2 separate regions of the Danio rerio genome follow, and region 2 is linked to region 1. Evidence: chromatin contacts called from public HiChIP or PLAC-seq data. All regions are on one chromosome and are shown on one strand. Each heading gives the region's core, a stretch centred on a gene start, on an enhancer-like site or on the middle of the called end of the contact. The rest is flanking DNA. Distances are from core to core; before and after follow the strand shown.

The links. HiChIP or PLAC-seq counts read pairs in DNA pulled down with a chosen protein or histone mark.
Region 2: an H3K4me3 HiChIP or PLAC-seq map of gastrula embryo shows a contact between it and region 1, with 4 times the contacts expected there. The contact joins the promoter of fbxw2 here to the promoter of m17 in region 1. A contact is called at or near these places in 2 of 4 datasets of contacts at active chromatin or transcription factors (embryo and gastrula embryo).

What each region holds. Positions count from the first base shown.
Region 1 is chr5:32,772,376-32,775,024 of GRCz12tu, reverse strand. It overlaps m17 (IL-6 subfamily cytokine M17), which reads left to right and starts at 1,311. Exons shown (of 3, transcript NM_001079833.1): 1 at 1,311-1,351; 2 at 1,614-1,765. The coding sequence starts at 1,315.
Region 2 is chr5:33,011,701-33,014,349 of GRCz12tu, reverse strand. It overlaps fbxw2 (F-box and WD repeat domain containing 2), which reads left to right and starts at 1,345. Exons shown (of 7, transcript NM_001018165.1): 1 at 1,345-1,780.

The DNA.
Region 1 (2,649 bases), core at 62-2,561:
ATGCTGCTGATTTAGCGCAGACACACTTCCAAAGAGTTGGCTGAAGTCGATAAAGATCAGATAGAGGTGTCTTGGGTACCGTTTTCAAGGCTTGGCTGTCACATCCACATCCTCAACCCTGGATGTTAAAACAGCAATAAATAAAATAAAATACAGGGAAATTGACCACACTCTGCATAAAAGAGCAAATGGTATACTACTAGTATATGCTCATTTTTTCTTCACTCTAATAGTGCACATTTTTGGTAAGGATCGTGGAAAGTACCAGGTACTGAGCTACTATTACCTGTGTTTTGCTGAGAAGACACCGATTTCCCCTGTGGCACAGCTTACCACATCAGTGTCACGCTTGTGCATGAAAAGACAAACGCCTTACCCAAGAAAGTACATTTATTTGTCTAAGCCTACGGATGTATTTTTACAAATGTGGCTGTGAGATCAGCCTTTCTTTGGTACACTATGGTAAATATGTGCTAAGCGCAAGCTTTCGGCTCTGGGGTTTCCCTTGCAGTCATAAAGGGTCAAAATAAAGCTTAGCTCAGTTTTTGTCCACTTAAGTCATCCTGCATGCAACATGCAATGACATCACACAGAAGCTGGACAAGAGCACAGCAAGATCTGTCATTTTCCTTCCTTGTCCGATAGGTGACTGAAATTCCCAATGTTGTGTCTTTTTTTTTTGCGTCAAAAGATTAAAAAGTTGCTGAAAATCTAGAATTGAGAAACTACCTTCCTTATGACGGTGCAAGACCACTTCCTGATGAACCAATGGGCATAAAGTTCAGAGTAAGGGTGGAAAGAGTGCTGTGGTGGATGATAGATCCTTTTTAATTTGAATAGCTTTGTGTGGCATTGTGAAATTCAGGGCAATGTTAACGAATGATGATAAACAAAATGTATACTTGAACATCTTGCTAATACTAATGGTGTTAAATAAAACACCAAAAATTCACCAAAATTCTTCATTTTAGATATTTAGATTTTAGAAATGATCAAATCAATTGTATTTTGATATCAGACGGCAATTAGCTACAAAGAGACACCATTGCTCAACCCACCCATAGTCAAGCATTCACACAAACCTGGGCGGCAACAAAAGGAGGAGGGAACATTACACATAGTACATGTGATAATGAAGACGCAAAAAGAAAAAAAAATATTCTGGGAACTCTTGTTGCCTCAGAAAGCCGGCCGCGTCATTTCCTTCCAATGACAAATGTGTGGTTTCAGTCTTTAAAAACTTTTTCAGAGTTGTGATCATGACCAGTTTGAAACGTTGTCTGTGAACGGAGAATGAACTGTCATGTCAGGAACATGCTCTGCCTGTCTCAGAGATTGCAAGTCAAATTCAGTAAGTATTACCGCCACACTGCACACTCAACAATACGCTCATAGTCATGCTCAACTATTGTCAAACATGGATAGACTGTTGATATTAATTCATTTGATCAATAACTCAAAACACATATGCACATTGATTTACTTGTGTTGATTATATGTGCATTAAAGGATTTTAGTGAATTCGAAACTAAAGGCATGAATGGCTGCGCTTTAAAATATGAATACTTTTTAACTTGAGCTTAGCTAATTTCTGAATGTTTTTTTTATTACAGGAGCATACTTCGCTATCATAATCTTGATTGCCGTTCAGTTAGTGCAACCAACAATGTCATGCAAGAACGAAAACTGCAGCCAGCGTCTTCACCGAAGTCTGAAGCTCAACAAGTTTACAAACAAGATGACAGTGAAGCTCTTGGACATATATGTAAGTGCTTTTTCTATAGTTACTTTTTGCAAATGGGGTTCACGTCAGTGGTCTTAAATCAGTCGTGATTGGTACATGAAAGGAGAAATGCTCTGACAATATAATCCTAATATGGTCAACAGATGCATGGGTGGTTTCCACATCCAATAAGGCGACTCCTTCCATTGATAAAATTGGGTTGTTTTGAGAGTGGGTGGGAGTAGGTGGGAACTGTAAATTTAGCTCTTTGGCTGTATATGTACTGTCCTGACTAGACAAGGTTTTGAAATGAGTCGCACAAAGGCATAGCTCAATGTAAATATGGTTCATGTGTGGGTCATGCAGAAAATAGTCATGACGATGAATCAATGGAATCAATGACAAAGTGGGTTTGTAATAAAACTGATTGATACAAAGCAATATAATAATATATTAAAAATATAATTCTTATAATTTTTTGTGAAGAATCAGAATTTCTTCATTATTATAGATGTTGTAACACTGTCTAAATAAAAAAAAGAGTGACATTTTTAAATGCATAAACAATTGTGTAGTTAGGTTAAGCTCTAAGCATGTTTTGATTTCGAGTTCTGAATACAAATTTATTTTAAAAGCCTTATGCCATGTCCTAACCACCTGCGATGGGACACTGTGATGCGATATAAGCTATCTTTTACACATTAATTGGAGTTTACATATTAATTGGAGTCCTAACTATCAATAGCAACGTCATGCAAAATTTGTATTATAGAAATGATTTGCATTTATGTGATATTGTGGCATAAACTACTATGACACTGATGGCCTCAGGTACTGATTATAGTGCTTTATTCAGCATTAAAAGTTACTACTATGACTTTAAGTGTCAATTTACATGACATTTATTGCCATAGTGAAAGCGACAG
Region 2 (2,649 bases), core at 96-2,595, 240 kb before region 1:
AGTTTTAAAACCTTGACTTTTCCAAACTGCGGTATACCTTGAAAACAGGTATCATCCCATGCCTAGTATTAATCCATTTTAAAAACAGAGTTGTCCCAGAGCAATCCTGATTGCATACTGCCCACCGCCTAGGCCTACTGTAACTAAGTAAAACTGGACCTGGAACAGAGCTGCCTATATTTATCATCAGGTTCTAAATGGTCAAGTTGCAAACTAACTATTACTTTTACTGTTTGTATGTGATATAATCTAAACACACAATTTTATTTTTTATAATTTGCACACAGTTTGAAACATTAAACATTGTCCTAGCCATTCAAAATTTAGACACTAGCTTAACTAAAAACAAAATTAATTATCAGCTAAATATTTACAGTTTTCAATTAGCCATTACTTTTTTTTAAAACCGTAAAGAAAAAAAACTAAAAGTTGTTATTCAGAAAATGTTAAAATATTTGTTAAATACAGTTTTCACTCATTTATTTTCTTTTCGGCTTAGTCCCTTTATTAATCTGGGGCCGCGAAAGCGGAATGAACCGTCAACTTATCCAGGATATGTTTTACGCAGCGGATGCCCTTTAAGCTGCAACACATCTCTGGGAAACACCCATACACTCTCATTCACACACATACACTACAGCGGATTGGACTTGATGTGCTTGGACTGTGGGGGAAACTGAAGCACCCGGAGGAAACCCAAGTGAACATGGGGAGAAGATGCAAACTCCACACAGAAATGCCAACTGGCCTAGTCGTGACTCAAACCAGCGGAACTTCTTGCTATGAAGTGACAGCACTAACAAGTGAGCCAGTTTTATTGTTATCAATTTCATTTTTTATTAAAATGTTATCATATTTTTATTATTTATTTAATTTTTATTTTTGCAGTCATGCATTTGTTAGCACATAACCTCGTACTTATTCAGATTTATTTAATTGCTATATCTTAGGTTATAATTAATTAAACAATATGACATACTAGTTACTATTATATGGATTAGTTATTATAAAAAGCTTTACTAAAAATATAAAAGACAAACCTTTAGCCACCCAGACCAGCAGTCTTTTATGACCGAACTGCTCAGTTTGCTGACATAATACGCCCTCTGGTGGCCATCAAACGAGCCGCGCCACATAAACAACATCTACTTGACTTTTAACTAATAGTATGTTAAAGCATCTATAAGCATGTAAGTTACATGCGTAAAGGCTAGGTAGTTTTGCATACAGTATTTGTGAACCTTAAACTCCATCATTGCCATGTTTTGAAAAGTGACAGGGGGTGGACACTCCCCCTGACTTCCGCCCGCTCGTGTCAAATTGCTCTTCCCTCAACTTCCTGTCGCTGTAATTCCTCATTGCTAACGGAGGCTCCCTTTTAGCCTAGCCAGCTAACTCCAGAGAAAAAAAAATACAGAAAAAACAGCAATGAACTTGCTTTAAATTCACGTATGATATTAAATTGTTAAATAATACAGTCGTAAACCGTGAACGATTATAGATCGATTACATTTTCTGAGTCAAAGCGTTTCCGTTAGATTCATACTGTACATAATAATGCTAGAGTGGGACTCTAGATGTTTAATTAATGGCAGCTGACGGGGAGATTTGCTCATTTTTGTTCATGATTAATGTTTTAATTGTCACCCGACTAATTCAGATTATGACTCGACTGTGAAAACGAAAGTTTCTCCTTTGTAGAGCGATATCGATTTGAGTTGACACCTGTTAGCTAGCGCGGCTAGCTAGCGCTCTCCTCGTACTGATTCTACTGGAAATGGTGAGTGCTTCTGCACTGCTTTATTTTATTGTGTATTCGCGAATGACGTTGGGTTTGTAAGATATGCTTGTATTGAATGGCGGCTGAGCCTGTTTTTGAGATTAACTTGATAAGATAGATTTTTGAAAAAGTCTGGCCTGCATGCTAGCTGATTTTTGGTAAGTGTGTTTGAAAGGCAGAGATATTCATTTCAGCTCAATGTTTTCTGTGTAAACTGCAGAGTGCTGTGTTAACATGTCAGCCAATCCGTCGTGGAGATCTCACCTTTTTCTCTTTGAGGCACAATCATACGTTTACAGTAATATTCAGGCTCTACAACAAGTACGTTACTAACGTTGCATCAGTATCTTGTTATATGCCACCAAGCAATATCAATGCAATATATTCAGTTTTAGGACTCTTGATACGTCTAAAAAGTCCTGCTTGATGATATGCTAAACACAAGTTGTTATGTTGTACTAAAAATTTAACTGCTATTTTTTTTCTCTCTCTTTTTTGCTTTAACAAAACAAAACAACAGACACTGACTAGAGATCACAAGTGCTCAGCATCACATTATCATCATCACAGCATAAACTGCACCTCAAAAAGAAGACAAAAAAAATACACAAAGTATTAATAATACAAGCATAGACTAATTAGCAAGGCTTAATGCTCATCTACAAAGGTTTTGCAAAATAGTACCTGATGTCCTGGGAGCTACATACTTACAGAGAAGATCTGATAAATGGTATACATTTTCTCCTTAGTTTGTGGGTAATATATTCCAATGACAAAAGATCAAATACTCTCTCTGCCATTCTGATACTGTTGTATACTGTGGTTTATAGGATATTCATTTAAGAAATGTATTTGTATGGGCAGCATAA